Regions from separate parts of the Mus musculus genome. Here all the other regions are linked to region 5. A link is a contact called in public ChIA-PET, Hi-C, HiChIP or PLAC-seq and promoter capture Hi-C data. All regions are on one chromosome and are shown on one strand. The core of a region is the stretch at or near the end of the contact, and the rest is flanking DNA. Distances in the headings are between cores, read along the strand shown.

What was found. A called contact is a pair of places that touch in the nucleus more often than the background predicts. ChIA-PET counts read pairs in DNA pulled down with a chosen protein or histone mark. HiChIP or PLAC-seq counts read pairs in DNA pulled down with a chosen protein or histone mark. Capture Hi-C pulls out chosen DNA fragments and counts their contacts.
Region 1: a contact with region 5 is called in a FOXA1 HiChIP or PLAC-seq map of pancreatic cancer cells. The contact joins the promoter of Acp5 here to the promoter of Ldlr in region 5. A contact is called at or near these places in 1 of 39 promoter capture datasets (neural stem cells), 1 of 484 Hi-C or Micro-C datasets (embryonic stem cells) and 4 of 115 datasets of contacts at active chromatin or transcription factors (bone marrow-derived dendritic cells, embryonic stem cells, memory CD8 T cells and 1 more).
Region 2: a Hi-C map of cortical neurons shows a contact between it and region 5, with 2.0 times the contacts expected there. The contact joins the promoter of Elavl3 here to the promoter of Ldlr in region 5. A contact is called at or near these places in 1 of 39 promoter capture datasets (hippocampal neurons) and 3 of 484 Hi-C or Micro-C datasets (cortical neurons, embryonic stem cells and myocytes).
Region 3: a contact with region 5 is called in an RNA polymerase II ChIA-PET map of effector CD8 T cells, with 10 read pairs. The contact joins the promoter of Dnm2 here to the promoter of Ldlr in region 5. A contact is called at or near these places in 1 of 484 Hi-C or Micro-C datasets (CD4 T cells), 2 of 115 datasets of contacts at active chromatin or transcription factors (effector CD8 T cells and pancreatic cancer cells) and 2 of 9 other capture datasets (adipose tissue and liver).
Region 4: a promoter capture Hi-C map of pancreatic islet shows a contact between it and region 5. The contact joins the promoter of Slc44a2 here to the promoter of Ldlr in region 5.

Annotation. Positions count from the first base shown.
Region 1 is chr9:22,130,595-22,133,294 of GRCm38.p6, reverse strand. Acp5 (acid phosphatase 5, tartrate resistant) reads left to right here and starts at 1,430. Exons shown (of 5, transcript NM_001102404.1): 1 at 1,430-1,558.
Region 2 is chr9:22,050,592-22,053,291 of GRCm38.p6, reverse strand. Elavl3 (ELAV like RNA binding protein 3) reads left to right here and starts at 1,269. Exons shown (of 7, transcript NM_010487.2): 1 at 1,269-1,702. The coding sequence starts at 1,694.
Region 3 is chr9:21,423,560-21,426,259 of GRCm38.p6, reverse strand. It overlaps Dnm2 (dynamin 2), which reads right to left and starts at 1,352. Exons shown (of 21, transcript NM_001253893.1): 1 at 1,004-1,352. The coding sequence starts at 1,164.
Region 4 is chr9:21,319,311-21,322,010 of GRCm38.p6, reverse strand. Slc44a2 (solute carrier family 44, member 2) reads right to left here and starts at 1,292. Exons shown (of 23, transcript NM_001359227.1): 1 at 1,160-1,292. The coding sequence starts at 1,190. Gm39302 (predicted gene, 39302) reads left to right here and starts at 897. Exons shown (of 2, transcript NR_166671.1): 1 at 897-1,421.
Region 5 is chr9:21,722,291-21,724,990 of GRCm38.p6, reverse strand. It overlaps Ldlr (low density lipoprotein receptor), which reads right to left and starts at 1,415. Exons shown (of 18, transcript NM_010700.3): 1 at 1,147-1,415. The coding sequence starts at 1,213. Gm26511 (a long non-coding RNA gene) reads left to right here and starts at 1,635. Exons shown (of 4, transcript XR_001779098.2): 1 at 1,635-2,700.

The sequences.
Region 1 (2,700 bases), core at 181-2,680, 410 kb before region 5:
CTCCCCGCATGTGTCCTGGGAACCAAACCTGGTCCTCTGCAAGAGCAGTGTACAGTTATGAGTGCACTGGGCTATGTGAGAGATAACCACTGGAGCAGTGTACAGTTATGAGTGCACTGGGCATGTGAAAGATAGCAACCCCTGGGATTATGTTCTTTTTCTCAGGAATTCATTTTTTGGGGAAGTGTATTTTTTAGACAGGATCTCACACTTTAGCCCAGGCTGACCCAGTCCTCCCTATTTAGCCCAGTTGTCTCAAACTCACTCCAATCCTCCTGCCATTAACAGACATGATCTACCACACCAGGACTCTTTAAATCTTTATTACATTTATTTACTTACTTATTATTGGTAGGGCAACAACCCGGATGTGGAGGTCAGAGGACAACTTTTGGGAGCCGGTGCTCTCCTTCCGGAAACCTGATGGAACTCAGGCTCTCAAGTCTTGCCAGAAAGTGCCGCTCTGAGCCATCTCGAAGGCCCATCGCCAGACTTTATTCTTTGGGATTCCTTTGTTGTTCTGTTTAGGTTTTGTTTTGGTTTTAGAGACAGGGTTTCTCTGTGTAGCTGTGGATATCCTGGAACTTGCTATATAGATCAGGCCGCCTTTTAACTCAGAGATCTGCTTCCGCCTCTCGAGTGATGGGATTAAAGAAGTGAGTCCCATTCTGGCCCAGCTTTATTTTGTGGAATTCTAAGGACAACCTATTTATTTATGAATGAGACAGTCTCAGGTCTTGAACTTGCTATGGAGCTGAGATTTATCATGAACTCTTGACCCTCTGACCTCCACGGCCCAGGGTTACACTGCGCACCTGGTGTATACCGGCCTGCGTCTGTGACCTAGGGCTTCGTACGTGTTGGCACGCACTCTACCAACTGAGTCACACCCCAGCCTCCCTGCAAACCGGCAAAATTTCTTGTTTGAAATAACAGGAAAGACCTGCAGTGTGCGGAAGAGGATGGCTTTGCTCCGCCCCTCTGGGTCCCTCTCTGCCTAAATTCCTTCTCTCCCGATCAATCTTGAAGGCCTGTTTTACAGGTGGCTGTTATCTGGCACAGATAGCTCAGTCAAATCCCCTCCTCCGCCCCCCCGCGCGCCCCAAACCCACTGCTGGGATGGAACCCGAGCCGCTCTGGGGCCAAGCAAGCCCTCCACCGCTGACCTGCCACCAGCCTGGTATCTTCTCACCCATTTTAAAGACCGGGAGACCGAGCCTGGCTCAGTCCGGGGCTGGACCTCCCCTGCGCGGCCACCAGAGGCTGTGAGCACCCCAAAAGTCGAAGGCAGGTGGTATTGAAATCAGGTCCCGGGTCTCCCTTAACTCCTGGGACTCTGAACCTTGGAGGCGAGGCGCCAGGTAATGGCTGAGGCAGGATTGGGGCGGGGAAACCGAGGCACCCGCCCTCTGCAACTCTGGACTCTGTAGGGCAGGCAGGGAGCCGTGGGCGAAGGCTGGCCCGCGCCGCCTCTTCCCAACTCGTGCAGCCCGGAGCGACCCGCCGCGAATCCGCAGCTCAGTTGGGTAGCACAGCTTGTCCTGGACCCACCGCCAAGGTGAGACTCGCCCGCCAGGCCCTTGCTCTGCCTCCCACGGGGGAGGGGGTCTCTGTCTGTTGGGGCCACCCCACTTCCTTCCTGTTCGCCTCTACTGAGAGGTGCGAGTGGGGAATGCAAGGCAAACTCTTCGCTGGGTGACCTGGGGTGAGTCGCTGACCCTCTCTGAGCCTTTATGCAAAGCACGGAACGAGAGATTCCAGAATCCGAGCTTGCAGGGACCGGAGGGGTTGGTGGTGAGTGTTCAAGGAAGGAGTCTGGAAAGATTGGGCGGCTTGTGAAGTTAAGGAGGGAGGGGAGGAGGTGGGAAGCTGGCCACACCCACCACAGCGCTGGGCTCTGCGGTCGAAACAGCCTGCAGCTGACTGCTGTAGGTGCCAAGGTCAAAAGGCTACAGCCAGCCACGTGGTGTGTGCCTTCTGGAAGTTCCTTAGGCTGGAAACCGGGTGTGGGAAAGGCCATGGAAGAGTGTGGACAGAACTTCCTGGAAAAGGCAGTTATTGCTGCTGTTTATGATGGCGAGGGGGAACTCGGAGACAGTCCCACACTTAGATGACTCCAGATACACAATTTGCACTAGGACTTACAAAACACAGAGGAGACAGGGGGCTGTTACATGGGCGCCACAGAGGAATTATTTAGGCCTGTAATTCCAACACTTGGAAGTGGCTCATCTTTGGCTACCCAGGGAGGAAGTTAGGGATAGCCTGGGCTTCTTGAGACACTGTCTCAAAACAAAAACAAAAAAAAAAAAATAATTGGAGTGTATGTCACAGGCAAGCCACTGAGGTTCCCATGCTAGAGTCGAGACACCCACCCAGAAAAAGTGACAGCGAGTTACAGACAGCCAAGGGTGTGAAAACACAGACGTTCAGCCTAGAACAGCCTCAGTGCAGTGAACAGTCAAACTCGGGACCTACAGATGCCCAGTACACATTACCATCAGACCCTGGCTGACTGTGCTGGCTTCGAGAAACTTTTCACGGCTCAGTCTGGCCTGGGTGCCCCCGCCCCAGCCCCATTTCCAGTTCTGGGGAAGTCCAGTGCTCACATGACCCAAGGGGAGGGCTTCTGGACAATCCTCGGAGAAAATGCATCATCTTTCCCAATGATGCACTTCTGCCCCAGAGAATAAAGACTCG
Region 2 (2,700 bases), core at 20-2,519, 330 kb before region 5:
TCAGCACCCCCAGTGTTGTGATTCCAGGCTTGTTTATGTGGTGCTAGGGATCGGATCTGGGGTTTCATGGGCTAGTAACTGAACCAATCCTCAACCCATTTTTTTTTAATTTATTACTATTAGTGTGTGTGCATGTGCGTGTGTGTGTGTGTGTGTGTGTGTGTGTGTGTGTGTGTGTGTGTACCATGTAGAGTTGATTCTCTCTTTCTTTCTTTACATGGGTTCAGGGGATCACACTTCAGGTCGCTACCTAGCATGGTGGCAAATATCTTTCATTCCAACACCTGGGAGAGGCAGATGGATACCTGAGCTGGAGGCCACTCTGACCTATCAAGGACGTTCCAGGACAGTCAGTGCTACACCGAGGAACCCTGTCTCAAAAAACAAACAAACAAACATCAGATTTCCAGGCCTGTATGGCAAGAACCTTTTCTTGCTGAGCTATCTTTCCAGCTTCCTGCAGCCTTCTGTTTTGTTTTATTTTATTTTATTTATTTTTGAGAACCGGTCTTATGTAACCCAGGCTGGCTTTGAACTCTTGATCACTCTGACTATCTTCTAAAGTTAGCCTTACATCGTGCTCACCTTACTTTTGTTTTATGTTTGGTTGGTTGGTTGGTTTGGTTTGGGTTTTTTTGTTGTTGTTGTTGTTTGTTTGTTTAGATTTTCTTTTCTTTGTTCTTTAATTAAAAAAAAAAAAACCCAGGGTCTCCTAAGCAGCACGCAACAGCCTGAAGTTTGCTATGTAGCCCAGATCAGCATAAAGTGCTGTGTAGCCCATGCTAGACTCAAACTACCTTCCTGGCTCACCACACCTAGTATTCTAATATCACCAGAGGCCATGTGGAAACAAAAACTGTTCACTTCGGATCTAGCAGAACGGGTCTGGGTCTGAGTGTTTGCCCTTTCCCAGCCCTCCCAGACATCACCCATGCACCCCTGGTTGTGTTTGGGTCACCAAAGGCTGTTTTTTACCCCTTCAGAGTTAGATGCTGGACTGAAGAGGGGAACCCAATTTGTCGGCAAAGCTAAAGTAATACTCGAGAGTGGTGTCAAGACTAGAGTCAGAGTCCGCAGGCAAGAAAGAGCCAAGATCTGATGCCTCATCCTATTCTCTTTTGGCACGCAGAGTCTAGGCCCGCACTCGCTTCCACCTGCCGCGCCGTCGGGAGCCGGGAGGAGGCGGAGACCCACCGTCTCAGCCAATGAGCGACGCCGGCGCTGGCAGCTGCCTCTATAAAGGGCTGGGGGCGGCGGCAGTGCGACCCAGAGCGCGGAGCGCGCAGCGCGGGCCGGTGGGAGGGAGGGAGGGCGGGCGAGAGGAGAGGACCCATCACCCGGCACGGGACAGGCCGAACTGAGGGCCCGCCGCAGAAGGCAGAGCTGCCGAGATCTCAGTCACAGAAAGAGCGACTTCTTCAGGCCCGGCGGGGCCGCGCTCCGGGCACCCTCCACTGCGTGCCCGCTCCCTCCATCCACCTGCCGCTGGGGGTCTGGCCGTCGAAGCGCGCATCCCCAGGCTCGGGTCAGTTCCCGGCCTTCGAAGGCGCCGCCGCCTCCATCTCCTCCTCTGCAGCGGCCGCAGACGCAGACGCCCGGGCGGGACCCCGGCGTGAGCACCAGGCGCCCCCCTAGGAGTGCACGACCCCCGGAGCCGCCCTCGATACGGACCGCGCCCGCCGGGCACACAAGAATGGTCACTGTAGGTACTCCCTTGTCGCCGCGAGACGAACACGGGAGGGAGGGGCGGAGGCTGGCTCCACGGAAACGCGGGGAGTGGGGGGGTAGGACCAGGCCTAGCTAGGCCTAGGGGAGGGGGGGGGGTAGTACCGCGCCTCGGGCCTGAGAGTGGCCAGAGCTGCATCCGGAGTTTTGGGGAGTGGAGCCTGGTTCGAGAGGCTTTGGAAAGCCAGGCTGTGTACAGGGTGCCCTCAGCCACCCGGTGGTCCTTGTGGCTCCTCACTGGAAGGCTGTGGGGGAGGGGCCGCGGCGGCGGAGGATGCTTCCAGCATCCCAGGCCCAGACCCGCAGGCCGCCCAGGAGGACAAGGGCCACGATCTCCCACTGTTGGTCCGGGTAATGCCACTCGGCCTTCTCTGAGAGCTTTTTGGGGGGGAGGGGAGATGGAGAGGCGGGTGGCGTCGGATCGCGCTGCTCTAAGCCCGAGCCGCACCCGAAAGGCGGGCATCTTCGTCCTCGAACCCCGTCGACCTTGCGGCAAGCGGGGAGGGGAAGAGGAGGGGGCGCCCTGAGGCCTCGCGGCGGCCGCCGTGATCCCTTTGTTTCTCCGCCGGGCCGTAGCCTCGCGCGGGGCCTTGGGGCTGCGGGGGGGGGGGTAGTGCGGGAGGGGGGCTCCCCGTTCCCCGGCCGCTGCCTCCGGGTGAGGGCGTCCGGGGCTGCAGCAGTACTCCATAGGGCCTGCTGCACGCGCCCTCCCCGGTCAGGGCTCCGGGCCGCAGGGTGACCTTGAACGCGCCCGCAAATCGGGCCGCCTGGCCGGCGCACGGTTGCTTTCAGCAGCCTCGGAGCTGGTCAGCTCCCGAACTCACGGCCCCGCCCGACATGCCACGCCCTGTCGTGCCACGCCCATCCAGGCCCCGCCCCTAGGCCCCCTGGACCTGGCCTCAAGCGAGCCCTAGGACCTCCACCCCGCAGCCCGGGCGTGTCCCGGGGCGGGGCTGGCCAGTGCTCACCGCACCC
Region 3 (2,700 bases), core at 103-2,602, 300 kb after region 5:
TGGAGAAGTGCTGCTGCGGGGAGAGGCAGAGGGGGAGGGGACAGGAGTAAATCAACATCCCTCCTTCACTCACTTCCTGGATCCTACAAACAGCTGCAAGTGGAATTTGCCCACTGGACAGATGGAACAAGCTGAGGCTCCCAGAGCTATCTAGAGAGCATTCCAACTGGGAAGCTCTAGGTTAGGGGATCCTAGCCCAAGAAAGAATCCTAAAGAATGTTTCTTCCCAAGTTCTCCAACCTCTGTCACTCAGAGAGGATGGACAGGCAGGGATGCCTGGGTGGGAATGGAGAACAGACTAATGGATGGATTCAAAGAGCCAGTCGGCCCAAGAGAACCAGATAACAGGAGGCTCCCAAAGTTCAGCCAGTCAGATGGCAGAGGCCAACTCACGTAAATAAGGGGCACAGATGGGCATTTGCACACGAGAGGTCACCTTAGATGGCTAGCCAGACAACGGTGGACTTCAGAGTGAGTTTGGACAGATGGGACAACCAAATGGTGCCGGTAGGAAGCCTGTCTAGAACAGATAACCAGCTAACCAGGCAAGAGAGCAGGCTCCAGAAAATAACTGGCCAGACAGACCCCAGGGGTCATTCCCCATGGATGGCTAAGTGGCAAGTGTTATCTTCAACATCTTAGCACACACACTAAGATTTCCAGGTAGCAGAAGGAAAGAGGAGTGGATCTATCCCGGACTACAGGTAAAGCGATGTCAGAGTTGCCCAGCCATAGCCGGAACTAGAAGCACCAAGAGGGGTCGGCACTGACCGTCTTGCCCCAAACACCGCCCACTATCATCGACTAGTCCCAGACTTGGATCTGCATCTCCAGTCCCTGCGGAAAGCCATGGAGACTCTTGCCCCAGACCTTATCCACTGCCACCGGTGCTGCGGCGTCCGCGAGCCGCAGTTCCGCCATTCCCCGCCCGCCCTCCGCGCCCTAGGCCGCCGCCCGCCCTCCCGGCCGGAGCCCCAGAACCGCCGCCGGCGCGCTCGCTCACCGGCCCACGAAGTTCTCGAGCACCGAACTTTTGCCGGCGCTCTGGCCGCCCACCACGGCGATCTGCGGCAGGTCCAGGTGGCAGCTCTGACCGATGGAGCTGAAGGCGTCCTGCAGCTTGTTAACCAGCGGGATGAGCTCTTCCATCCCGCGGTTGCCCATGGTGTCCGCCTCCGCCGCGCGGATCCCCCGACTAAGACTCTCGGTTCCGATGTGTCTGTGGCCGTTGCTTCCTCCTGCTCTGCTCTGCCGGCCCGCCCGGTCTCCCCTTCGCCGCGACGCCCGCTCCCGGCTCGGCCTCAGAGTCGCCGCCTCATCCGGTTCTCAGGCGACACCCGACCCGAGCGAACAACCCTCCCGGCCTCCGGGGCGGAGTCCGCAACCCTACTGCTATATCCAATTGGTTCAAAGCACTGCCACTCAAGAACGTGAGCCAATAAAAAAGGCACGAGGAAGGGCTAATCTCACAAATTCACTGGGTAATAAAACTGTCACTCTTAAGTGAAAGCCAATAGAAGTCAAACCGGGTTGTCAGACCGGGAAGGCGGGGTCTCTGGAAAAGACACTGAGGCCTCAGCTCACTAGGTTGATTCGGGTTGGCTTATTGGTCGCAGAAACGTCAACCTGCCAAGGGTGTAAGGGATCCATTCTTCAACACTGGATTGTCACTTGACACTAGTTAATTCCGTAAAAATTTCTCATTGGCTGATATAAATATCACTTCTCTACTCCAACCAGTAAGAGGAAAGAGAGCCGCAATCTTTTTCTATAGTTTCTATAGTTTTGTATGCTGGCTACAGACTCTTGATGTTCCTCCTGTCTCAGCCTCCCTCCTGCTAGGATACACGCTACTACCTTCCCAATCCTCACTGACAACTGTGTCATAAAAGTTCTTCCAACTTCCTGGCATTTGCTATCACTTTGTGATATTCTTTTTAAGCAAAAGGCCACAGTGCTCAGGGAAGCACACCGTGGTAAGGTTCAGTGGCTGTTACACCTGAATTCTTAGGCTGTAGTGAAAACCCATATTTTAGAAAGCATCGCAGTCGGGCGTGGTGTCGCGTGCCTTTAATCCCAGTACTCGGGAGGCAGAGGCAGGCAGATTTCTGAGTTCAAGGCCAGCCTGGTCTACAGAGTGAGTTCCATGACAGCCAGGGCTATACAGAGAAACACTGTCTCGAAAAACAAAACAAAACAAAACAAAACAAAAAAACTAAAACAAAAAAACAAAAAAACAAAACAAAGCAGAAAGCATCGCAGATCCCAACTCTGGAAGAATCCCAGTGCCAGTGAAAGATGAGTCGACACTTCTGCCTCATAAAGGCGTTCTCACCCTCTCGTGCTTATTTCTGTACGTTACAGAGGGTCAAGTCTACAGTTCCATTAAGCCAAGCAAGTGTTTTGCGGATGGCTACAACTGTAGGTTTATTTTTACTTTAATTTTTTTTTTCTCCTAGACCAATGGCTCAGTACTTGCTGCCTTGGGAGCCGACTCAAATTTGGTTCCCAGCACCTGCATGACAACTCACACAACCATCAGTGATTCCAGTTCCAGGAATCTGACACCCTCGTCTGGCCTCCACTAGAAACAGACACAGACATAATGCACATACCGACATGCAGGCAAAAAAAAAAAAAATCCATGTACAATTTTTTTAATTTACATAAAATAACAGTTAAAAAGTTTTAAAGATTTAT
Region 4 (2,700 bases), core at 43-2,542, 400 kb after region 5:
TTGCACAGCAACCCAAGAGCCTGGGGCTTCAGACCTTCTAGTGGTCTGGGGGCTGGCAACTTCAAGCTGGGAGAGCCCTGAAAGGCTAGGTCTTGCTACCTTCCTTTAGGCCAGGAAGGGTGTGTCACAGCCTCTGGGACCTGTCTATTCTTTTTTTTTCCTCCCCCTGGACCGCACAGACCCAGGAAAGAGGAGGAAGGCAGAGAGCCTACTTGCTTTTCTAGTTATTTTTGAACCATTTCCGGCCCCCTCCCCAAGACTCTAGAGTCTAGCAGTTTCCAGGAAGTTCCAGTCACACAAAGTGGTATATCAGGGGGAGGGATAGAGCCCCTCTGCCAGAGTCTCAGCTATGCCTCTTAAGGCTTGTGGCCGATTTAGGCCCAAGGAACCTAAAATAGATAAGAGGAAGGAGGCTCAGAGTTCAACACCCAGTCCGTGGGAACCCGGAGTCGGGTAGGGTGAGAAATCCGCATCTTGGCCCCACCCCCAGCTCCAAGTGGCTAAGGCCACCTCAGGCCTTACTGAGGTCCGGGTCTCCTGGAACCCTTAAAATTACAGGCACCTGCAACAATCAGCACAGGCAGGGAAAGTTTCTGCATTGCTCCCCGCCTGCCCGCCTCGTCTCTGACCTTCCCTGTCGCATTAGGCACCTAATTCCAGTTATACGGGACTCTTCAGCCTTGCCTCAGTTTCCCCATCTAGTACTAAGCTTGGAGTCGCTATTCTGGATGTAAATGGCGAAGATGTGGAGGACACTTGGGTCTTAAGGAGACGGGACATGTGGCGAGGTCGGGCCCCATTCTTGCCCACACCCCAAGCTAAGATCGCCTCGCATCCCCTCCCCCGCCCATCACCTAATTCTCCCAGATAACGGGACCTCCAGGCGAGGAGCATGCGCCATAAGTCCCGGCTCATCGCTCAGGAAGGGAGTAAGCTTGAAGATCCCCGAAAAGAGACACGGGGGACAACCTGGGCTAGGGCCAAGAGCTCCGGCTGAGCCAGCGCGGGATGCAGAGGCCTGAGGACGCGGACAGAAGGGCCTTCGTACTGCCTGCAGCCACGAGTGTTTTGTTTTAAGGCTCTCAGATGTTGCCCTTCCTCAAAACCCCCTCCTTCCCAAGTCAGCACAGGCGACCTACAGGCCGGAGGCTACTCCTACCATAGACTGCGTCCTTCCGATCGTCCTCCATGGCCTCAACCGAGGAGAGCTGAGTCCGAAGCCAGCGCGACCCCAACCCAAGCGGGCGGGAGACACCGCGCGCTGCTGGCCCCGCCCTGCCCCGCCTGACACCGCCCCCAGCGCGCACGCCCAAGACAGCCCCGCCCCTTAGGGGCGTGCCCAGGGAGGGGCGTTGGGGGGCAGCCACCTTCTGGTTTCCAGTCCGCTCTCTCTGTGGACAATTAGTGTGTTGCATCTGCTGGTCAGTCATTCTTTTTGTTGTTGTTGTTTTGGGTTTTGTGGGTTTGTTTTTGTTTTGTTTTTAGACAGGGTTTCTCTGTGCAGCCCTGGATGTACCGGAACTCTGTAACACGGCTGGCCTGGAACTCAAGAGATCTGTCTGCCTCAAATACTGGGATTAAAGGTGTGCTCAACCACCGCTCAGCAAGTCATTCTTTGTCCAGGTACTGAGCGCTGACTGAGCTAGGGATGCAGAAAAAGTTGTCATGTGCTCATTCATCCTATTGGTAAGATTTTGAGAGTTTGAACACAAGTCAGAAAGGAATAAAAGAGAAGGAGTGGCATGTCCCTGGGCCTCTGGGTAGGAGGTTTACGACTTTAATCTTCCAATCCCAGCACTGGGGAGGCAGAAGCTGCAGGATCTCCTTTATTATTATTATTATTATTATTATTATTATTATTATTATTTTGAGACTGAGCCTCCCTGGGGTCCTAGCTATCCTGAAAGTTGCTATGTAGACCAGACTAAGAGAGATACCCATGCCTCTATCTCTGAGTGTGGGGTTTAAAGGTGTATGCCACCATGTCCAACCTTAAAAGGTAGTTTTGAAAAACACCTATCATTCCAGCACTTGGGAGATGAAGAAGGAGGCACAGTAGTTCCAGGCTAGCCTTAGCTACACAGGAGTTTGAGGACAGCCTGGGGTACGTGAGACCCAGTCTCAATAAACAAAAATTTTCTTTGATCAGTGGAAGGTTTGAAATGTTGACAGACATGATCTAAAATAAGTTCTAGAATAACAATGATTAGGGCTGGAGCGATGTCTCAGAGGTTAAGAGCACTGCCTGCTCTCTTCCAGATCCTGTCTTTCAGAGGACCTGAGTTCAATTCCCAGCAGCCACATGGTGGTTCACAACAATATATAATGAGATCTGGTGCCCTCTTCTGGCATGCAGGCATATATGCAAGCAGAACACTATTATATACAATAAAGAAATAAATCTTGAGAAAATAAAGAATGGTTAACCTAAGCCAGGCGTGGTGGGGCACGCCTTTGATCCCAGCACTTGGGAGGCAAAGGCAGGCAGATTTCTGAGTTCGAGGCCAGCCTGGTCTACAAAATGAGTTCCAAGACAGCCAGGGCTATACAGAGAAACCCTGTCTCGATAAAAACAGAAAGAAAAAAAAAGAAAAGAAAAGAAAAGAAAAAAAGCAACCTTAGAAGTTGCTGGGCAATGGTGGCACACACCTTTAATTCCAGCACTCTGGAGGCAGAAGCAAGCAGGCAGATTTCTGAGTT
Region 5 (2,700 bases), core at 166-2,665:
GGCACTCCTGCCAAGCTCCTGTGGGGTCAGAACCGAAGCTGGTTCTGAGGAGGAAAAAGCAATTAAAATGTTCTTGGCCAGCCAGGCTGACTGCAAGAAAAGCAGTAACCCAGGCATTCATGGACCCTGGTTCTATCCATGGTGTCCCCAAATCCAGGCATGGTGGCACATGCCTGTCATCCCAACACTCCCGAGCTGAGGCAGGAGAATTAGGGGCTAGAGACTACACAGTGACTTATAGGCCAGCCTAGGCTACATGAGACCCTGTCTATAAAGTGAGGGAGAGGTGGAGCACTTTTCCCAGTGCTGCAAAGAAGTTGTTGGTGAGATTGTAACACCATCTCCCTTCCTGTCCAAATTCCAACGCCTCTCCTAAAACTAAAGTCCACTTTATGGATCTGTCCAATCCTACACGTTCAGAGAGTGGGAACGAACCAGGCCTGCAAAAGTCTTTGCCAGGTCCCTGGCCCTCCCTGCCTGATGGTCTCAGCTACGGGTGTCTGGGTTGCCTGAGGCACATCTGCACCAAACCAGGGAAGTAGGGACAAGGTAGGGACTGAAGGCTCACAAGGAGGACCCAGCCGGCCCGGATGTGTAGCCCCACCCCACCCGGGAGGGTCGTGCAAGCCACGCCCCTGAACATCATCCTCTTCCTCCATTGGGCGAGGGGAGTGGCTCGAGGCTCGCCTGTTCCGGCTGCACCCAATAGGAGCTCGGGGGTGCGGTGGGAGGTGGGGTTAGGGCGGAGTTTTGGGGCACGCGGCAGTAGCCGGGTTTGAGTGCAGTGTGGAGACCCCCAAGTCCTGTAACTACGACTAGCGACCCCAAAGTTGAACAGCTGGGCCTGGGTCTCCCCAGCCCTTAAAACGAATGATGGGACCCCTCCTCTTGGATTCCCTCACACATAGCTCTGAAAGACACCTCTGACTTGGGAGAGCACCCACCGGACTCCCCAAACCCACTCTGACCCCCTACAGCTCTGGCACCCTATTTCCAAAACACTTCCCTCCAGCCACGTGGGAAGGACATCACATCAAGTTCGCACGAATGGTTGTATTTCTCGACCAAAAATAAAACCACTCGGGGCTCTCCGAGTTCAGGACGGCTGCCCCTGACCCCGGGCAGGCTCCTGGCGCAAAGCCTTACCTGCAACTCCGGCAGCAGCCAGGAGCAGGGCGATGACCCAGCGACGCATCAGATCCGCGGTGCTCATCCTTAGCTTCTGCGTTGCGTCCTCACTCGGATCACAGACCCCGAAATGTTCCCGCTGCAAACACTGGATCGCGGGCCCCACGGTGTCTCGGCTGCGAATCTGGGCTCGCAAGCCTCACGGTGTCCCGGCTGCAAACTACGCCGCACGCCCAGAGTCATTCCCAGTACTAGGGGCGAGGTTTCCAGGCGGGGGAGGAGTCTGCAATGGGGTGATTTTCAAAAATCTTCACCTCACTGAGCGGGGAGGAGCTTGGAACGGCCGATGTGACATCGTCTCTTTTAACCCCTGAAGCTCCCGCAGCAGTGGGAAGTTCCTCAAATTCCTCCCACAGAATTTCACCGCTTCCCGGACACTTAGCCGCCCGCGTTGCTGTTTGAGTGTTCAAGGGACGACCCACGCCCTTCCACACCCTGGGTCGCCTTCTGACGCTTTCCTTTCCACCTCCAAAGCAAAACAGAAGTATGCGAAGCCCCCTCCCACCCCCGACCCCTACACTTCTTGCAGCAAGTTTGCTTTCCTGTCTAGGAATGGGCACATAGATTTCTGACCCAAGTACAGTTGCAGGTTTTATCTGGATCCGTCCATAAACACAAACACTCAGCGAGAAATGTATATAAAACGCGGCGGCGTGTGCGGGTGAGCGAGTTGGCTCAGTGGGTGAGGGTGCAAGCCTGAAGACCTGAGTTTGATCCCAGGGATCCACATACTGGAAGGAGAGAGAACCAGAACCAACTCCAGCAAATTGTCCTCTAACTTCCACACACACTCCCCTGTACTAATTAATTAATTAGAAAGAAGAAACATTACTTGGTTTGGGGGGTAGGACCCAGTAGTTAGAATAATTATAATTATTAATGGAAGAATTCCATAGCAAGATATGGTAACACTGAAACTAGGAAGAAGGCAGGCAGATCTCTGTGAGCAAAGTCCAAACTGGTCTGGACAGCAAGTTCCAGACTAGCCTGGGCTACACAGATTCTGTTTCCTCCTCCTCTTCTTTCCTTCTTTCTTTCTTTTCTTTCCTTTTCTTCTTTTGTTTTGTTTCTGTTTCTGTTTGTTTTGTTTTTCAAGACAAGGTTTCTCTGTGTAGCCCTGGTTGTCCTGGACTCTGTAGACCAGGCTGGCCTAGAACTCAGAGATCTGCCTGCCTCTAACTCCTGAGTGCTGGGATTAAATGTTGAGTGTTTACTACCACCCCACTACCACCTGTCAAGAGACCCTGTTTCAAAGCTAAAGTTGAAATTATTTTAAATAATTCATCTGAGAATCAATGGGTTCCTTCCTGTGTTGACAGAAATGTTGATTTTTGGTTTATTTCCTTAGGCACCTGCTGGTACCGCTTTATCCTGTTACAAGGAGTTGAACACACAGAAGGGCATCTCTTCCCTCGAAGCAAAACCAACCACATGTGGCCTTTTTCCCCTCTTGACACTGGATGGCTAAACCAGAAGGCTGTCTGCCATGGATAGAGAAGTTTTGATGAATCA